7 separate regions of the Mus musculus genome follow, and regions 1, 3, 4, 5, 6 and 7 are each linked to region 2. The links are chromatin contacts, called in public HiChIP or PLAC-seq and promoter capture Hi-C maps. All regions are on one chromosome and are shown on one strand. The core of a region is the stretch at or near the end of the contact, and the rest is flanking DNA. Distances in the headings are between cores, read along the strand shown.

What was found. Promoter capture Hi-C pulls out the DNA fragments that hold promoters and counts their contacts. HiChIP or PLAC-seq counts read pairs in DNA pulled down with a chosen protein or histone mark.
Region 1: a promoter capture Hi-C map of liver shows a contact between it and region 2, with 7 times the contacts expected there. The contact joins the promoter of Pdcd6ip here to the promoter of Epm2aip1 in region 2. A contact is called at or near these places in 16 of 39 promoter capture datasets (the 3T3-L1 cell line, 3T3-L1-derived adipocytes, the C10 cell line and 12 more), 1 of 484 Hi-C or Micro-C datasets (B cells), 17 of 115 datasets of contacts at active chromatin or transcription factors (SST interneurons, astrocytes, bone marrow-derived dendritic cells and 11 more) and 2 of 9 other capture datasets (adipose tissue and liver).
Region 3: a promoter capture Hi-C map of second pharyngeal arch cranial neural crest shows a contact between it and region 2, with 9 times the contacts expected there. The contact joins the enhancer-like site here to the promoter of Epm2aip1 in region 2. A contact is called at or near these places in 4 of 39 promoter capture datasets (the 3T3-L1 cell line, cranial neural crest, hippocampal neurons and 1 more) and 4 of 115 datasets of contacts at active chromatin or transcription factors (astrocytes, embryonic forebrain, large pre-B cells and 1 more).
Region 4: a contact with region 2 is called in an H3K27ac HiChIP or PLAC-seq map of thymic regulatory T cells, with 7 times the contacts expected there. The contact joins the promoter of Uqcrc1 here to the promoter of Epm2aip1 in region 2. A contact is called at or near these places in 1 of 39 promoter capture datasets (pre-B cells), 1 of 115 datasets of contacts at active chromatin or transcription factors (thymic regulatory T cells) and 1 of 9 other capture datasets (liver).
Region 5: a contact with region 2 is called in a promoter capture Hi-C map of stem cell-derived epiblast-like cells, with 6 times the contacts expected there. The contact joins the enhancer-like site here to the promoter of Epm2aip1 in region 2. A contact is called at or near these places in 12 of 39 promoter capture datasets (the 3T3-L1 cell line, 3T3-L1-derived adipocytes, cranial neural crest and 8 more), 2 of 484 Hi-C or Micro-C datasets (the G1E-ER4 cell line and Th1 cells) and 13 of 115 datasets of contacts at active chromatin or transcription factors (the 230-238 cell line, astrocytes, bone marrow-derived dendritic cells and 9 more).
Region 6: a contact with region 2 is called in an H3K27ac HiChIP or PLAC-seq map of acute myeloid leukemia, with 9 times the contacts expected there. The contact joins the enhancer-like site here to the promoter of Epm2aip1 in region 2. A contact is called at or near these places in 7 of 39 promoter capture datasets (cranial neural crest, embryonic stem cells, frontonasal cranial neural crest and 4 more) and 3 of 115 datasets of contacts at active chromatin or transcription factors (acute myeloid leukemia, embryonic forebrain and large pre-B cells).
Region 7: a contact with region 2 is called in a promoter capture Hi-C map of pre-B cells, with 4 times the contacts expected there. The contact joins the promoter of Nckipsd here to the promoter of Epm2aip1 in region 2. A contact is called at or near these places in 2 of 39 promoter capture datasets (liver and pre-B cells).

The regions. Positions count from the first base shown.
Region 1 is chr9:113,706,992-113,709,691 of GRCm38.p6, reverse strand. Pdcd6ip (programmed cell death 6 interacting protein) reads left to right here and starts at 1,433. Exons shown (of 18, transcript NM_011052.2): 1 at 1,433-1,793. The coding sequence starts at 1,585.
Region 2 is chr9:111,270,565-111,273,264 of GRCm38.p6, reverse strand. It overlaps Epm2aip1 (EPM2A (laforin) interacting protein 1), which reads right to left and starts at 1,420. Exons shown (of 1, transcript NM_175266.4): 1 at 1-1,420. The coding sequence starts at 1,304. Mlh1 (mutL homolog 1) reads left to right here and starts at 1,657. Exons shown (of 19, transcript NM_026810.2): 1 at 1,657-1,856. The coding sequence starts at 1,741.
Region 3 is chr9:113,633,799-113,636,498 of GRCm38.p6, reverse strand. It overlaps Gm36745 (a long non-coding RNA gene), which reads left to right. Exons shown (of 5, transcript XR_379913.3): 5 at 1-662. Among named protein-coding and RNA genes, the nearest start is that of Gm36745, 8.5 kb to the left of the region's middle. Within about 2 kb of position 1,303, at least 5 of the 459 cell types and tissues checked have an H3K27ac peak or open chromatin away from gene starts, as enhancers often do. A contact at or near this core is called in second pharyngeal arch cranial neural crest, where this site is marked.
Region 4 is chr9:108,935,214-108,937,913 of GRCm38.p6, reverse strand. Uqcrc1 (ubiquinol-cytochrome c reductase core protein 1) reads right to left here and starts at 1,266. Exons shown (of 13, transcript NM_025407.2): 1 at 1,127-1,266; 2 at 758-898. The coding sequence starts at 1,195.
Region 5 is chr9:113,669,227-113,671,926 of GRCm38.p6, reverse strand. Pdcd6ip (programmed cell death 6 interacting protein) reads left to right here. Exons shown (of 18, transcript NM_011052.2): 12 at 1-170. Among named protein-coding and RNA genes, the nearest start is that of Gm36745, 27 kb to the right of the region's middle. Within about 2 kb of position 1,431, at least 25 of the 459 cell types and tissues checked have an H3K27ac peak or open chromatin away from gene starts, as enhancers often do. A contact at or near this core is called in embryonic stem cells and stem cell-derived epiblast-like cells, where this site is marked.
Region 6 is chr9:113,725,880-113,728,579 of GRCm38.p6, reverse strand. All of the region lies in intron 2 of Gm38623 (a long non-coding RNA gene), which reads right to left. Among named protein-coding and RNA genes, the nearest start is that of Gm38623, 8.0 kb to the right of the region's middle. Within about 2 kb of position 1,384, at least 30 of the 459 cell types and tissues checked have an H3K27ac peak or open chromatin away from gene starts, as enhancers often do. A contact at or near this core is called in acute myeloid leukemia, where this site is marked.
Region 7 is chr9:108,807,038-108,809,737 of GRCm38.p6, reverse strand. Nckipsd (NCK interacting protein with SH3 domain) reads right to left here and starts at 1,358. Exons shown (of 13, transcript NM_030729.4): 1 at 1,084-1,358. The coding sequence starts at 1,254.

The DNA of each region.
Region 1 (2,700 bases), core at 184-2,683, 2.4 Mb before region 2:
TAAAAAATGAAAAAAATTGCGTGTTTGATGTGAAGGCTTGATAGATTCAAGTTAGTTTTGCCTGGAATGTTTCATGGACGATATTGTTCATCAACATTTGCTCCATCAAGAGTGGTGAGATGGCTCAGCAGGGAAAGGTGCTTGCTGTCAATCATGCCCACCTGAGTTCCACCCCTGAGACCCACGTGGTAGAAGGGACTGATTCCAGAAGTTGACCTCTGACCTCTGAGTACTCCCCAATAAATAAACCATAATAAAAATAAACAGTAAAAATACCAGACTTGTCTTCTGGGAGGCCTTCAAGAAACATTCTATGTATGTGCGCGTGAGGGCTGGCCCCAGAGGAGGCCCCAAGAGGGTGATGGGTCGCCTTGAGTTACAGGTGTTGAGTGTGTTCCTAAAGAGGCTACTGGGAACCCAGGTCGGCCTCTCACTCAGGCAGAGCAGCAAACAGTCTTTAACTGCTAATCTATTTCCCCAGTTACCCAGGGAGGCCTTTGTAAAAAATATAAAAAAAATTGCTTAAGTACGACTGATTGTACTAAATAGATTCTAGACACTGACTACAAGTTTCATAATGATTTGTGGTGTCACTCTTCAACTTCCTTTCATTCTAGTCTCTACTTCCCTTTTAAGTTCTGGATATGGGATACTCGTGCTTTAGGTCTGGGGCCTCTTCCCACTTAAGTCTCTCCACCCGTGCTCTCTTTTAATGTCAAATTGCGAGTATTCTTTTAAATTCATCTTCTGGGAGGATGTTTCTTAAATTATCTTGCTTATGCTATGTTCTTCTAAGAGATCTCTTTTTACGTACCTTACTACCGACTGTGTCCTTACCTGGAAGACTGCACGAAGGCAGGGACTTTTTCTACTTTTGCCCTGGGGGGTGGGGGTGGGGGTAAGGCTGCACACACAATGGACCTTCAACCGCACATCACAATACTCCCCAGGGTCTGGTCTCATAGGAGAAAGCATAACAAAGGAGCATTTCACCACCGGGCAGAATATATTGACCTATAAAATTAATTTTTGTAATAAAAAAGGAAAAATACAATCAATTAAAAATATTTTAAAAAGAAAAATAGAGCAGAATCTAAGGAGAATTTAAAATCTTCTTGAGCCGGGTGGTAGTGGCGTATGCCTTTAATCCCAGCATTGGGGAGGCATAGGCAGGAAGATCTCCGCGAGTTCGAGGCCGGCTTGGACTACAAGTCAGTTCCAAGATAGCCAGGGCTACACAGAGAAACCCAGTCTCGAACAAAACAACCAAACCAAACCAAAATAACCAAAAGAATCTTTTTGAAAATTTAATCATCGCAGTAGGCTACCGCCTGATCCCACCACGCAGGCGCCGCACAGGCGAGCCCAGGTGAGCGACGCTTTGGTGGCACCATCACGTGACCGAGCGGCGCGCCCCTCCGACTGCGCCTGCGCGGGGGCTCCCGGAAGTGGCCAGCTCGAAGCGCTGGCGGCCCAGTCCGTCGGCCCGTCGGTCCGCTCCTCCGCTGCCGGTGCCGAGCGCGCCTAGGCCGTGGTCGCTGTCCCTCCGTCTGTGCGGCCCGACGCGGCGGCCGGGCGCTCACCATGGCGTCGTTCATCTGGGTGCAGCTGAAGAAGACCTCGGAGGTGGACCTGGCCAAGCCGCTGGTGAAGTTCATCCAGCAGACGTACCCGAGCGGCGGCGAGGAGCAGGCCCAGTACTGCCGTGCGGCCGAGGAGCTCAGCAAACTGCGGCGCTCGGCGCTCGGTCGCCCGCTGGACAAGCATGAGGGCGCCCTGGAGACGTTGCTGAGGTGGGCCCGGGCGGCGGGGCTCCCTCCCAGCCTCCCTTCCTGTCCCCGCTCCCCTCCCCAGCCTCGCTTCCTCCTCCCTTCATAGCCTTTTCCTCTCCCCCGCGCCTGGCCTCCACTCTGACTCAGGCCAGCAGCGTAGGTGTGGTCAGCATTCTTTCCTGGTGAGAGGACTCATAACCCTGTCCTCCCTTCCGAGTGCCTTCTGTCACCGAGGCTCCTTACCTGGGAGGACGTCTGCCGTGTAATGATCTCTCTGGTTACAGCCGTTTGACCGGTTTTCACTTTTTGGGTGTTACAACTGGAGTCTCCCTTTTACAATCCCTGTTTGTGACTTTATTGGACCACGTCTAGATTTCCTAATAATAGTTACGAAAGGGAAGGGAGAGAATTTGGACACTAAACCAAATGTCGGTGACTTATTATATTGTTCACTTGAAGTAAGTCATCTCATGTTCCAATAATCAAGTGACAGACTGACAGTTGTAAAAGTTAGGAGCTACAGTCGTTTGAAAGAAAACTTGAATGACATAGTAGACCGCTGAGACTGGTTACTTAAAAATCTTTTGACACGGGCGTATGCACGTATGGAATACCCTGGTCCTTTTTGCAATTGGTGACAACCCAGGTACTTGATAATGATAACATTTCCGTGATACCTTATGATCCAATTTCTGGTAATATGATCTTGTTTCATGCAAGGGACGCTGGTGGATTAGGGTGGGAACAGAGCTGTCCAGAGACACCCCTTAGTTTTGGCATCATCTTGCTCCCGTGATGTTTCCTGCATGTGTTGCCAGATGGCCACTAGCAGCCCTTACCGTAGTTAGAATGGCTCCCAGCACTGAGTAGACTTTATCTGTTGACAGAGTGAGGAGCCAGATTTCAAACAGTTCTCTCACGAGAGTTT
Region 2 (2,700 bases), core at 171-2,670:
AAGTCTGTTAGATTTACTTCCTCCATATGTCTCTGAAGTGAACTCAGCTTACCCTCAAAGGTGCAGATGCGTTCAAAGGCAGCAGCAGCAAAGACTTTACTGATCTGCAGTTCTTCACTGATCTCTCGAAGATAGTCCATAATATCTACCAAGAAACCAAAATCACAAAGCCACTGCTTGTCTGAGAAATGAACTGTTGTTGCCCCCACTGAGACCAAGAACGCCTCGATTTCTTTTCTTAGTGAAAATATTAGTTTTAACGTTTTGCCTCTTCTCAGCCAGTTGTTCAAACACCGTCCGTTAACTCTTTCACCATGCTCTGACTCAGACTCAGTTAGTAGAGGCTGAAACTCCGGTCGCCTAACACCTCTGGTCTTAATCATAACTACCCATTCAGATATGGTATTTATGATCTGATTAATATCAACATCATAAGAACTCAACAGTTCCAAGTGAAGAAATCCCGAATAGTGGATTACGTTCCAACAGTTGGGACTCACGGCCTTCTCTCTCATGTAGGAGACCAGTCCGGAGTTCTCGCCGATCATCCTTAAAGTGTGGGTCGTGGTCAGTCCAACCATTCGCTGTAAGCTGAGCCCTGCTGTCTGCAGGGCTTCCAGAATTGCCGACATGAGAGCCCCAACACTGAAGTGATGAGTCAGGTTGATAATCGTCAGAAGATCTTCTTGCACCTCCAGGTCGCGGCCGACGCCACGGATGAAGACCAGCAGGTAGTTCTCATAGGCCACAAAAGCCTGGTCATCCAAAGCAAGGGAATAGGCCTTAAAGTCCCTGGCTCGGTTAAACAGCTGGCTGCGGAGGTTGCTGTCAATGCTCAGAATCCTCTGCCGTGTGATCTCTGGAGACAAGTCAATGCCTTCCAGGACGCCGACGTGATCCGGCAGCACCTCTCTCAGCAACACCTCCATGCACTGGTGTACGAAGTCACCCTCACCCCAGCCGCGACCCTTCAAGGCCAAGAAGCGGCAGAGGCCGAGGCCTGCCCGGGTCGCTCTCTCCTCCGGAGTGAGCACGGCGGCCAAAGACATGTCACCCTGCCGCAGACGCTCGACCAGGGCCGCGCGTTCCTCGTCCCCTACAAACCGCTCGTAGAATTCGTGCTCGGCCTCGTAGTGGCGCCTCACGTCGCGTTCCCGAGTAGAGGCGACCAGGCGGCGACACACCAGGCACAGGGCCCCGTCACCCTCCGCAGGCTCCACCACCAGGTATCGCTGGGTCCACTCGGGCCGGAACACCAGAGCCTCGTCGACTTCCATCCTAATCCTCTTGGGCGTCATCCACATTCTGCGGAGGCCACAGGAGAACGCCGAGCTCTGAGGCCGCAGCAAACGGGGAGGAGCCCGACGAACGCCAAGCACCCCCTGGGTTCTGCGCCAGATCACCCGAGCAGGGGTGCACCAGCCTCCGCCAGGGCACCTCCGTTCCTATTGGCTGGAGATTTCGTATTCCCTCAGCTCTCAGAAATGAGCCAATAGGAAGAGCGGACCGTGAACTTTGACGCGCAAGCGCGTTGCCTTCTAGCCTGGTGTCGGGCCGCTGTTTAGAGCGGGACAGAGATCCCAGGAACTGACGTGTAAAAGCGCTTGACTGGCATTCATGCTGCCCAATCAGCACTTGCCGCTGGGAAGACGGCGCAGGACTGCAGTCGGCCGAAGCTGAAGGAAGAACTTGAGCGTGAGGAGCTCGAGTGATTGGCTGACTGGGAACTCGGGCGCCAATATGGCGTTTGTAGCAGGAGTTATTCGGCGTCTGGACGAGACGGTAGTGAACCGCATAGCGGCGGGGGAAGTCATTCAGCGGCCGGCCAATGCTATCAAAGAGATGATAGAAAACTGGTACGGAGGGAGCGGAGCCGAGTTCCCCGACTGAGAGCCGGGGCGGGCCGACCCACCTGCTGCAGTCGGCCACCGTGCGGGGCACCGAGCACGGGGACCGTGGGGGCATCGGGCACAGGGACCCTGCGCGTGCCAGGCTGGTTTCCCATTATGCACACGGCCGAAGGTCCTCACGACTTGCGCGAGACCTGTTTGGGTCGCAAGTAGGGGAAGCACGCGTGGTATTGGTTTAATGGTATCTTCCTGGAGTATGCGGCTCGCCGCCACGTTACATACAACGAAGATGCGCGGCTGACGATGTGTGAATGTGTAAGGGTGGAAGAGAAACAGTCTTCAGAGTGTGCCATTTTAGGTTTATCATTCATTCCCGGAATAATCCCTACACATCCAAGGCACAGTTTCTTCTGAGTTTTATTCAGACGTATCAGGACATGGGGCTTTTTTTCTGACTCTCCTCTTGTCAAATTAGTGAGTGACCCTAGTCTGAGACTTAGACCTGCATCTGAGACTTAGACCCGTCAGGTTGTGGAGGGGAGAAGTTAAACGTGTACTGTTTAACCTTTAATAGGCACAGTGAATAGTATACCCCAAAGTAGACACACCACCAAATAAGTTCAAAAAGGACACTGTGTACATAAGGACTTTGTGTTAATATCAGTTGATGGTTGTGAAAGCCAAAGAAGACAAATGTTCAGAAGTGCACTGAAAAGACAAAGCATTCAGAACGATGACACTGAGATAAATGACCTCAGGCCCTCTTTGGGGTCCAAAGACCTTTATGCAGGAGTCACCTAAGACCATCGTGAAATTCTGATATTTACATTACAATTCAGAGCAATAGCAA
Region 3 (2,700 bases), core at 54-2,553, 2.4 Mb before region 2:
TACTACAAAAGTTTTATACCCAGCTAAACTGGAAACTCTGGATGAAAGGAAGCTTCAATCTATGATCTGGGGATCCCTCGGTGCCCCATGGAGCGCCCTGGAGGACCCAACACGGGAAGAAGAAGGAGGAACACTGGGCAGAACTCAGAAGCCCTGGCTTGCTGGAGCGTCTGTTAACTTTATATAATGGGACCAATCTGCAATATCGTTTTTAAAACTTTTGATGCAGTGTCTTCTGTAGCCCAGGCTGGTCTTGAACTTGCAACAGAGTTGACAATCACCTTGAACTTCTGATCTTCTTACTCTCACCTCCTGCATGCTCCAATTATGGTTAGGCACCGTCACAAACGGTCTCTGAAGTGCAGGGGATTGAACCCAGGACTTCACGTACTCTGCCCACCAAGCCACATGCCGGGCCCTCTGCACCATCACTTGGAGGATTCTGATGCTCAGATATTTCCGCACACTCTTCAGTTGAGTTCTCCTCTCTTAGGTCAAAGGTAACCTTAGCACAAAGAGATCGGTGGGGGCAGAGGTGGGGCTTGAGCTCAGGTCATATGTAAAGTCTTCCTTCCTTCCTTCCTTCCTTCCTCCCTCCCTCCCTCCTTCTCTCTCTCTCTCTCTTCCTCCCTCCCTCTCTTCTTCCTTCCTTCCTTCCTCCCTTCCTCTCTCTCTCTCTTCCTCCCTCCCTCTCTTCTTCCTTTCTTCCTTCCTTCCTTCCTTCCTTCTTTCCTTCCTCTCTCTCTTCTCTTTCTCTCTCTCTCTTTCTTTCTTTCTTTCTTTCTTTCTTTCTTTCTTTCTTTCTTTCTTTCTTTCTTGTTTATGAAAATACTTACACAGCCATACATGCTACCATTTTTGCAAATATGTAAGGTACCATGCTTATCCATGATTTGTGGTTTTTTGTTTTGTTTTGTTTTGTTAATTTGCATGCCCCAGCTATGAGTTTTATTTGCTACAAAAACTGTTTGGAATGTTTATCATTTGGAGTTTGAAATTCTTCTTATTTTTTATAACTTAAGAAGCACAAGGTAAATTGAACAAGCCTATGAAGACGTTCAGAGTTTTTTTTTTTCTCCACACACAGAGAATTGAACCCCTAAAGAAAATGTCCTAATGGGGTTAATAAAGGCCAGCATTCCTCAGAGAACTGGGAAATTAATCTGCCGGTTCAAACCTCGGAGGGGTTAATGGAAAGTGTAAGGCAACCGTTGTGCATATTGAAGTGTCTATAAATAGCTCAAAGCCCTGAACTGCCTTCCGAAGCTGCCAGAGCTTTCTTATTAACTCAGCAGCTGCGTGCCACACTAGGATGAGACCTGAATTCATTCCAGGTGCATCCAGGAGACCCCTGCAGTACCTCTCAGCCATGACCAAAGAGAGAGGTGCGGGGGCAGATGGCAGGTTGCTCGGTTATGAGTGATACACAAGATCCTCTTACAGTGAGTGCTGGTGTGTGTGTGTGAGTGTGTGTGTGTGTGTGAGTGTGTGTGTGTGTGTGTGTGAGTGTGTGTGAGTGTGTGTGTGTGTGTGTGTGTGTTTAAGGGAGAGGGGAGAGTTTGTTAGAGTATAAAGCTTACCTGGAGGTTAGAATCTTCTTATTTATTCACCATGTGTGTGTGTTTGTGTGCGCATGCGTGTGCACATGCACGTGGAAGCCAGAGGAAAAGATGAGGCATTGCTCATACTATTTGATGCAGATTCTTCACTGACCTAGAACTTTCCAAATAGGCTATGCTCACTTGCTAGCCAGTCCCAGCGATCCACCTGTCTCAGGCTCTCCAGCAATGAGATTTTGAGTGTGTGCCATGATGGCTTCTCCCATCTCTTGTAGATCAAACTCAGGTCCTCACGATTGTGAGTCAAACACTTCCTTGGCAGAGTCTTCTCCTAGTCACACATCCTTCATATTTTCTTCATAGCAGGATCTTTCGGAGCAGGCCATGGAAGACTTACAAACCTTAAATACTGACAGCTTCCAGCCCCTCGATTTTCATGACAGGAGTCCTCCCTCCCAAGGAGGGCAGGTAACCTGACGGAAACCATGACTCCAAAGAGAACATGGGTTATCCTTGCTATATCCGGTAGCTACCCTTCCTCTACATCTCTGAGGTGTCCTGTCTTACCTGGTATTTGTCACTTCTGCTGCCCTGGGATTCCCTAGATAGCAGGATTATCTCATTTGATTTGAATGCCCAGTACTTGGCAAAGGATCTTGGCACGGGGTAGGTGCTCAGTAAACTTTTGTAAGCAAATTGACTGATTGAAAGAGAGCTTTTTTGGAGAGATTATCCAAGAGCCATTTTTTTTTTCCTACAGAGAGACAGGAGAGGCCATAAGAAGATATTTATTTATTTATTTATTTATTTATTTATTTTTGAGATAAGGTATCACCATGTAGAACAGTCTGGCCTTGAATTCACAGAGACCCAACTGCCTCTCAAGTGCTGGGATTAAAGGTGTGTGCTCCACCATTCTTGGTGGGAAGAAGTTTTGAACAGAAGCCAGGAGACAATGGTGCCTCACATCTATTATGGCGGCTGTCTTCTATGAACTTGAGAAACACTTCGAGCTATTACCTTCACGAGTGAGTACACTGAGGCCCTGGGAGACAGAACACAGAGTCAAGGCATTTCTGCCCAGAGGCCTGACTGCACCCCTGTGTGCTCTGCCAAAGCCCCATTCTTTACGTGAGGCAGC
Region 4 (2,700 bases), core at 17-2,516, 2.3 Mb after region 2:
AGTACACTGTAGCTGTCTTCAGACGCACCAGAAGAGGGCATCAGATCTCATTACGGGTGGTTGTGAGCCACCATGTGGTTGCTGGGATTTGAACTCCGGACCTTCGGAAGAGCAGTCGGGTGCTCTTACCCACTGAGCCATCTCACCAGCCCTCTGGGGGTTCTAATATCCTTTTCCAACCTCCAAGGGCATTATGTACAGACATGGTGCACATACACACATGTAAGCCACTCGTGTAGGTAAAAGTAAGACCGGCTTAGACACACTAGTCTCCACCCCTCAGAGTATTGGTGTTAGACCTAAATCACAACACTGAGGACTCCAAATTCAGATACCCATGTTTGAGTACCAAGCTCTTTACCCACTGGGCCATCTTCCCCGTCCTTCAGAGGCATTTCTTGAAGTGTATTCCTGGCTACGTCTACAAATTACATAGCCTAGGTGGTGAGTCTAACAGACCTGGATGTCTTTCTGTAAATAACCTAAAGTCTGTGAAATCTCATTCTTTTTCGTGGCAAGAGAATAATCTCTTCTCTCGGGGAGGTAGAACGAAAAGCTGGAGGAGAGAATTCGGCCCCGTCTTTGGCAAGCACCATAATGTTGGCTGCCGGGTTAAGGCAGGGTTGAAGTCAGGTACAGGGATAAGCCCCGGCAGTAAGCCAGTCTCCACCCAAAACATGTAAGACTGGAGCCCAAGGTCACATCCCAACCTGGGACAACACGGCGGGCCTCACCTAGAGGACTGGCGCACACTTACCGTGCAGGTAGCATGCGAGGACTGCTCCGAGGCCACACGCAGCCCGTTGTCCAAGATGCTGACCTGGGTCTCCGGCACGCTCTGGAGGGCCTGGGCGAAGGTTGCGGTACCCCGCAAGGCAGGTAACCTCAGCAGGGCCGGCTAAAGGGAGAAGGCGACCATTGCAAGAACTGCTCGCCAAGCCTCTGGGACCTCGGCTCTCAAACCCAAGCCAGAGCAGATAACCATCCCCGCCCTCCGCCATGACCTTCCCACGGCCCTGACCCCCGCGACCTCCCCACTCCGACCCGCCACTGCTGAGACAGCCTGCTCCTCATCTGTGTACGAAAGCCCTGGGCCCTGCAGCCCAACGTCTCACTGCCACCTCACCGAGCGGCGGGTGCGAAGTAGCACTTGCGTCCCGGAGCAGGCCGCTCGGCAGACTGCGGACGCCGCCATCTTCTAACTTCCGTCAGTGTAGAGCCGCGCTGCGCATGCGCAGAGCGGAGTCTGAGGCGCAAGCGCTGTAAGGAAGACTTGGTGCTCAGTCGCCCCCTGTTGGGCAGCAAGTACGTTAGCAAGAATTGATCGCATGTAGTCATTTGGTCCGTGTGCCTCTAGGATCTTCGGGACATTTATCAACCTGCGAGGGAGGGGCCCTTCATCTGGTCCCATCTGAGACAGGTTCTATTCATCACCTTCTTCCACCTGAGGGAGGCGGTATGCAACTGTGGGAGATGCATTGTACGCCAGCAGCAGCTCTGAAACCTGGAGGGCAGTGGCTAGGCACAATTGAGCCCAAGGGCTAAAGCACTTGCCTGTCTGTGCAAGAAGGTGTCCACTAAAGTTAGTTTAAAAGAATAAAATATGCTTAAATGGTTGACTTGAAAGACGTTTAATAATATATTGCCAAATATATAGCACTTGGGAAATGGAGACACAGAAGAATCAGGAGTTCAAGGACATCCTCCTCTCTTGTGTAAGGAGTTCAAAACTACCCTGGGTTGTGTAAGACAGTGTCTCCAAAACGTAAGAAAAAAAACGTGTGTATGAAAAGAGGAACAATGTAGAGGTAATTTGTGGAATAGGGCTCCTTGTTTGGAATAAAATAACTAAGCAAAAAAGTTTTTTCTATTTTGTGATTATTTCAAAACTTTTTGTTTACTTTTTTTCTTAATTTTTTATTATTTAAATGCATTTTATACATCAAACATATTAATAATGTTGAGTACTTTGAGAATCAAATAATCCATAAATTTTTTTCAACTTTTATATTCATATCCTTTCATACCCTAAAATATCATTAATGAATATTTAATACTATCCATAACTGAGGATCCTATATCTAATGTTGAATACTAAATTGTTTCAAAACATGCAAAATATTCTTTGGGAGTTAAGCATAGTAAAAGAGCATAAAATATTAAAAATTAATCATTAAGAAATATATTCATGAGTTCGAGGCCAGCCTGGTCTACAAAGTGAGTTCCAGGACAGCCAGGGCTACACAGAGAAACCCTGTTTCAACAAAACAAAACAATAAAAAATGAGTTACAGGGACAAAGTTTGGAGTAGAGACTAAAGGAATGACCATCCAGAGACTGCCCCACCTGGGGATCCATCCCATAAACAACCACCAAACCCAGACACGATTGCGGATGCCAACAAGAGCTTGCTGGCAGGAGCCTGATAACGCTGTCTCCTGAAAGGCTCTCCCAGTGCTTGACAAATACAGAAGTGGATGCTCACAGCCATCTATTGGATGCGAAGCACAGGGTCCCCAATGAAGGAGCTGGAGAAAGGACCCAAGGAGCTGAAGGGGTTTGCAGCCCCATAGGAGAAACAATTATATGAACTAGCCAGTACTCCCCAGAGCTTCCTGGGACTAAATCACCAATCAAAGAAACCACATGGTGGGACTCATGGCTCTAGCTGCATATATAGCAGAGAATGGCCTAGTCGGA
Region 5 (2,700 bases), core at 182-2,681, 2.4 Mb before region 2:
AGGGAGCCAAATTCAGAGCCGTTTTAGATAAAGCTGTGCAAGCGGATGGACAGGTGAAGGAGCGCTACCAGTCCCATCGAGACACCATCGCACTTCTGTGTAAGCCGGAGCCAGAGCTGAATGCTGCCATCCCCTCTGCTAACCCAGCAAAGACCATGCAGGGCAGCGAGGTGAGAAGGGAGAACGTGACATGGGGAGTCCTGTGTTCATGGGACTCTGTTCAAGTTGCTACGTAGAGACTGCCAGAGTCTTACTGCCAACTCAGCCGAAGGGGCTTGGGGTGCAGCTTCATGGAAGGCCACTTGTTTAGCTTGCACCAGGCTTGGGGTTTGAGTCCAAGTACCACACATTCTTGTATGCTCACAGACAGACACATAAACACATACAGAAGTAAATCGGGGTTGTTATATCAAAACTAGCATTCTATACATTGAGTGATAGTGGAGTTATTGATTAATGTCCTGTTGGAATTTTCATTTGTTGAGTTACTTTTGTGAGCTGGTACTTCATATGCTAACAGTGTTTAACTCAGATGTTGTAAAAGGGAAGCTTAGAAAGGACAGAAACTTCCCTTGGGGTGAAGAAGATGGGAGCCTTCCAACTTTAGTTTCTTTGTTCTTCATGATTTTCTTTGTATTCCACATGGTTTGAAGGGAAGATTGGCAAGGTGTGCATGTTAGTAAATGGACAGCATCAGGATGATATTTCTAATGATGGCAGGAGAGCGAACCCACAGAGCCTCTCATTAGGGAAGTCTTAGAGAGGAGAGAAAATGCAGGCAGAATGTGGTGGTGGCTGCTGTAAGGTCAGTTGTATTACATTAGAGGCTCCCTGCTGCCTAGGAAGTAAGTCCAGGCAAGTAAGAAACAGTGTATTGAAAAGGTACATTTCCAGGCACAATAGATTTCTAAAGTTGTTAATACTCTTCTTTATTTCTCTTTGTATAGAATAATTATATATATTCTAGCAAGACTTACTTCGTGAGTACTTACTGTGTTAAGTACTTTGTAAAATTAGCAAATGAATATAACCTTTCTTTATCTCAGCTTGTTGTCCAGTGTGGAACCTTTGTCATGTACAAAGATGACAATGATTGGTTACAAGTTTATAAACTCAGCAGGAAAAGCATCGGGGTTGCTGTTCGGATTTAGACAGTAGTGTGGGGCACCACTTTGGGAGTCTTCTTGGGAAACTGGTATACTGTGAGAACAGAGGGAGAATACATGAGCACAGCTGAGGTTCCTCATGGCCTCAGCTGTGTTCATGTATTGAGTGCACTGGTAGAGGGTGTGGAGGGCAGAGCAGGTCCCGGGCAGCACTCAACAGCAGGAGAGCTGCAGAGCAGTGTGTCTAAGGGATCCAGGGCTACAGGATGGGTGGACCAGGAATGCCAGCTACATGCCTGGATCTGGTCAGAACACGAGGATGTGAAGAGCAAGGAATCTAAACACGAGAATAGCCCCAGGGAACAGCAACAGGATCCCTAACCCCTGCCCTGCAGGGCTGAGGATTAAACCAGGGCCTGGTGCATATTATATGGGCATTCTACCACTGAGCTGTGTCCCCAGCTTACTCCCAACCCCCCTTTTCAGAGACAAAGCCTTTCTACATGCCCAAGCAAGCCTTTAACCTGAAACATTCCTATGTCTGTCCTGGCAGAGCAGGGGATTGAATAGCTGGGTAAGCATGCTATTACAGAGCTGCATCTCCAGCCCTTGGCACGTTTCTTTTTTGTTTTTTGTTTTTTTAATTTTAGAGAAAGATAGCTGTGGGACACATCTTTCTTATTCTTTTTGGTCTCTTCTATTTTCTTTCCCCGCTGGGGATTGAAACCAAAGGTTTGTTAGGTTCTACAGTCCCAGACCATTGGTGTCTTATTGATAAATTTATATGGATTGATTTCTCTTTCATGGAAAAGCAAAAATCATTTATGCTAAGCAAAATCAGAACTAGTAAGCCATTATTTTTTTGTAAATTTATTAATTTAAATTAACAGAGGCTTTTTGATAATCTGTAATGCCATTGCACACAGAGGTAAAGTCTTTTTTTGGGGTGGGGGTGTGTTTCAAGACAGGGTTTCTCTGTGTAGCCCTGGGTGCCCTGGAACTCACTCTGTAAACCAGGCTGGCCTCGAACTCAGAAATCCTCCTGCCTCTGCCTCCCGAGTGCTGGGATTAAAGGCGTGCGCCACCACGCCCGGCACTAGAGGTAAAATCTTTTATAATCAACACTAAGTTATTGTATTGAAGCTGGATTTCCTGACAGGTACAAAGAAAATGTTCAGCACGCTGTGCTTATGTATCATGAGCCTCTGTTAATTTAGAAGACATCATATGTTATCAAAGCTGATTCAAACTTTTACCGTAAACTTTGATGATCGTTTTCCCAGAGTGTTCATGGTAAAACATTGCTGTCTGACAGCCAGGCATGGTGTGCATGACTGGGTAGAGACTTGTGAGATCTCTGAGTTCGAGGTTAACCGGGTCTGCATAGTGAGATCCAGGTTAGCCAGGCTGCATGATGAGACTCTGTCTTAAATATATGTGTTTCTTGTTCTTTTTCTTTGGCTCGCTTTTCTTTTGTTTGTTTATTTTGACTTATTCCAGTTTGTTTTTGTTTTATTTTATTACTTTTCATTAGATGCCTGTGCTTCTAAGGAGAGATAGGAAGGGCATGGATCTGGGTGGATAGGGAGATGGA
Region 6 (2,700 bases), core at 135-2,634, 2.5 Mb before region 2:
AAAGATGGAGCCTAACAAGCAAGCGTTTTCACACACACACATACACACACACACACATACACACACACACATATACACACACACATATACATACATACACACACACACACACACACACACACACACACACACACACATATATATATATATATATATATATATATATATATATATATATATATATATATAATGTTGGGGGACACTTGTTTGCCATATTGTCTGTGTGAAGGCCAAAGGACATCATTGAGACATTGAAAATTGGTTCTCCCTTTCCATGATGGAGGTTTTAGGGTTATAGGTTTTGAACTCAGGTTGTCAGTTTTGGCAGCAAGCTCCTTTACCCACTGAGCCATCCCCATGGCCCTAGGTATGTACTTTACCATTGGACTATATACCCCCAGACATATTTGAGCTTTTATCCCTACTTGCAACCAATATAATGCTTGACTAATGTAATCATAATGATCAAATGACACCTTTTAAAATGCGGTTAAAATAAAAATGAATATTAGCTGTCTCTCAAGTCTAATGAAAAGAAAATATTGGGGAAAATTAAATGTGTGGGTTATGATGAGGAATAATATTTTTAAATAATTTCTTAATTTTTATTTTATGTACATTGGTGTTTTGCCTGCATGTGTGAGGGGTTGGATCCGCTGGAACAGAAGTTACAATTGTGAGTGGCCATGTGGTTGCTGGGAATTGAATCTAGGTCCTTTGGAAGAGCAGTCAGTGCTCTCAAACGCTGAGCCATCTCTTCAGCCCTGAGGAATAATTTTAAAATAGTAAAACCTCTCAGACAATGAAAAAGTAATGAACAAAATTTGAAAAAAAAAAATTCTTTTTAGTATTTGTAGAACTGGCCTCTCACCCAAAGCGGTCTGGACACCCAGTCCGAAAAAGCAGGTATATCCTAAGACTTTGGGAAAGGCAGCGACAACCCGTACTTCTGAGCTTCACCAAACCTAGGAATAAAATGAAATTCCATTTTCATTATCTCAATCGGAGCTGTAAGGCGTGGCGTATGTAACCTGCCAGTGCTCACAAGTGCCCAGCTGCTTCTCAGAGTTTCCAGGCGTGGCCTCATGCCGGGAACAAGGTGGACTTGCTCTTAGCCCACCATCAGCCTCCTTGGCCATGTGGGTTGCGCAAGGACTCACCCAAGCCAATCCCCTGTGCTGCCTGGGTAATGCACGTTCAGGGGAGATAGAGTCTCCCCAAGTGCATATTAACTTGATCACGGAATGCCTCCCCCAGAACCTCCCTCCCTACTCCTCACTTACGTGTTTAAATAGAGTCTTTAATCGATGGGGCTGGTCTAGAATGTTGTTAGGAGGCTGGCCCTACACAGAGGAAGTGGGTCTGTAGGGGTAGGCCTCGAGGCTCGGGAGCTTGGCCCACTTCCTGTTCTGCTTCTGGACTTGTAGGCCACCTATTTTTGCTGTCATGCCTTCCACGGCACGATGGATAGGGTTCTTTTTTCCTCTCTTTTAAAGAAAGATGTATGTCTACATGGTACATACGTGTATCACATGTCTGTCCAGTACCCACGGAGGCCAGAAGAAGGCATTACATTCCCAGGAACCACATCCAGTGAGTGCTGGGTGCTAAATCCAGCCTGGTCCTCTGGAAAAGCAATCAATACTCTTAACTCCTGAGCCATCCAGACACAATCTTTAAAAATTTAAGGATTATTCTATACAGGCATACTTAAAGGCCCATCTCCCAGGTGATTCTAGATCCTGACAAGTTGATATAGTAATTCTAACCATCACTTCTAGTGTTTTGGAGGTGGAGGCTTGAGCGTCAGGGGTTCAACCTTATCTCTGACTGCATGGGGAGTTCAAAGCTAGCCTGGGTTATATGGACTGCATGGGGAGTTCAAAGCTAACCTGGGTTATATGAGATCCTGGAGGCAGTTGGCACATGCTTCAGGAGGTAGAGGCAGGAGGATCTCTGTGAGTTCAAGGCCAACCTGGGCCACACAGAGAAACCCTGTCTTGAAAAACAAACAAACAAACAAACAAAAACAGACAACTAGTAGGTTTTATCCAAGGACACAATAAGCCAATTGAAGCCAAATTTGAGAGGATAAAGGCAGGTTTATTGGGAGGCAGCTCTCAGGTGGGTTCCCAGTCTCACAGGGGGAGGACAGTGAAGCCATGTACCCAGGCTAAGCACGGCCTTTTTATAGCTGCTTAGGTGAGGAATGATGACGTGTCTGCTAGGAGCTGGGATTATGCCCATATATGGTCAAAAACTGAGTCTTTGGCCAGGCACACTTGGACTGGTCATGGAAACTCAGAGCCAATGGGTGATGACGTGTTAGCACAGTTTTTTCTCTGTGTGGGTGGGGTTGAGTGAAGAAAAGGGGGGGGGGGCAAGAGTGTACCTAGCTTGTGCAGGGGTTACAGCTAAACAACAACAAAGAGTCCATTGTACCATTGATATTATCTATATTTTATTCTTTTCTTTGGTATTCTTTCTTACTCTTTTTTTTTTTTTGCGGGGGGTGGGGGGCAGTTTGAGACAGGGTTTCTCTGTATAGTCCTGGCTGTCCTGGAACTCACTCTGTAGACCAGGCTGTCCTCGAACTCAGAAATCCACCTACCTCTGCCTCCATAGTGCTGGGATTAAAGACATGTGCCACCACTGTCTGGCCTTTCTTAATCTTCTTAAAGCCAAAATAAACCCTTCCTC
Region 7 (2,700 bases), core at 109-2,608, 2.5 Mb after region 2:
GTCTGTGAGGAGGACCCTAGAACCAAGGGTCCCTCGTCTTTAGCAAGACCAGATGACATTTCCAAATTTATCACAGTATTTCTGTCCTTAACTGGGCTGGGACAGGATGTTTCCATAGCTAGGGACTATGAGTCTGGAATAGCCCAGACTGCCCTGGGTCCCCTTCCTCCTGCAGTCAGAATAGGCTAGCTGGAGACACTGCAGCAGGACTACTCTTGAGCAAACAGGAACTGGAGCAGGCTCCACTGGAAGGGGACCAGGCCATCTTCAGAACGGGAAACCATGAAGGAGGCTCACTTCCTCACAGTGTGGACAGCTCCCATTCCAGGATGGAGCGCCCAGATTTCAGAGGAAGGAAACCAGAGAAGTCAGGAGTGGAGGCTTGGGAGAAGTGGGGGCTGTGCCAGGGAACCTTGTCTATCAGCAGGGGCCAGGGGCCTTGGTTCCTGAAGGGTTGGGGAATTGTCCTTGGGGAGAGCTTGATAGGTGGGCGGGTTCGGGATACAGAGATACTACAGGAATTGGGACTCGCATAAGGGACAGGAATGCCTGTGGCTCTGGGGTCCAAGTGTGTGGGTGGGGTGGGGACTAAGAACCTGGAGGGTGGTTGAGGAAACAGGTGGTGTATGAGGTGGCACAGTCAGTGGTGGGCACGGTGATCTTTACAGTTAAAGGTGGAGGCTACAGATTGATGGGAGATGGGCATCCTAGGGATTCAGGAAAGGGGAACGAATAGGGTTTGGAGGTCTAAGGGACTTGGATAATGAATGGACTGGAAGTCTCTGGATCCAGCTCGAGAATTCAATGCAGATGGAGGCTCTGATTATCGATGACAGAGAGTCCCTGTTCCAGAATTAAGCTTTTCACGGGCCTGCGGTTAAATGTCAAAGGCCTAGTCTCGGGTGGGTGTTGACGGCCCTTCCGGAGGGGTCTCAGTCCTTACGGCTCTTGGGACTTAAGGTCAGAGTCTCAACCTCCTTGTCTGGTAGAAGTCCCGAAGAATCTGACTGAGCTTCCTGGATCGGTTCTGCGTGCTGGTGAAGGGGTTCGGTCGAGAGGCCTGGGACGGAGGGACACACTCACCTGCAGGCGATGCAGGTAGGCAGGCGGCACGTACCCGGTCTCGCCACTGCGCGCCCGTGCTGCTAACCACCAGTGCGTGCTGCTGCGCTCCAGCACCAGGAAGGTCTCGCCTGCAGCGAACGCCATGGCGTTCGGCTCCGCGGAGCGGAACGCATACAGCGCGCGGTACATGAGGCCGGGCCGGGCCGGGCCGCGAAGCGCCGGGGCTGGGTACGCGACGAAGGTTGCGGTGCCGGGAAGCCAGGCCCTGAGTGCCGCGCCGCCCGGCGCTTGCCCCGCCCCGCCCCGTGACACGCCGCGCGTGCGCATGCGCGACCGCCGGAACCCCGCCCCAGGAGCGAGTCGGCTCCAGTATTGGAGCGCCGCGCCCCCTCGCGGCCGAGAGAGGTTTGGCGGGGCGGGGTGGGAGTCTCCAGTTCCTTCAGGCCTCAGACTCCAGTCAGCTGACTTAGGGTCCTAACTCCCTCTCCCTGGCTTTCCTCCTCCTTTCCCAGCTCAGGTGCAAGCGCTGCGTTCCTTCCCACCTCCTGATGAAGGATGCTTATAGCCAGTGCGTCCCTGGGGACGGGGATATGGTGTTTTGCTTTGAGGAATCCTGATCAGACATTTGGAAGTTCTTTCTGGGGAGGGGTCTCCCCAGCGCATCTAGGCCTCACAGTGCCTTAGTACAAAGTCCCTACTCTGTCGCTGAGGTGGTGGACAAGTGTGGAGGGCAAGGGACAAAACCAGGTTGTACTGTCCAGAATGCATCTTTGCTACCCACCACATATACACTCCCTTCATATATACTGGCTTCTTTCCTATCTTGAGTCTTGCATCTGTTCTATTTGAACACTCCCTTCTGGACCACGCCCCAACTTGTCAATGACTATCCTTTTGCCATTTTTGTTGTTACAAAAGGATTTAAGTCTATGACCTAAGGTCATATTTACTCATAACGAATCAAACTGCGTGTATACATGCATCTCCTGTTTTAAAAGGCTGTCTGTTACCAACCCTGTCCTGCCCCAACATCACAAATGGCACTGGGGAAAAAAAATGGTTAGGGCAGAAGGCTGATAGGGTAGGGACTGAACACATGAGGTTTAAAAAGCATGTTTTGAGTTCTGAATGGTGGCATGATCCCAGCATCCAGGAGGCAGAGCTGTAGAAAGCCAAGATCAAGACCAGCCTGGGCTTCATAGTAAGAATCCGTCTCAAAGAAAGAAAAAGCATCCCTGACCTTCAGTTTAATATTCAGCCTAGCCATCCACATCTTTGAAATCCTTGGCATCCCTCGGTCGTAGTGAAGAAGGCCTAAAGGATCCTTGCATACTCTCCACTAATCTAAGGAGCACAGGATATACACACCATCAGACAATGTTCCAAGGCAAGGTCTCACTGTGTAGTTTTGGCTGTTCTGGAACCATGTAGACCAGGCTGGCCTTAAATCCAATGATCCATCTGCCTTTGCCTCCCAAATGCTGGGACTTAGGGCAGGTGCCACCACACCTGGCTTTTTCCCCCTAAAGACAAGGTCACACTAGCAGCACCAACTGGCCTGAAACTAACAGCAATCCAACTCCCTCTGCCTGAGTACTTAGATGAGCCAGACTACACCTAGACTTCGCTAATCTA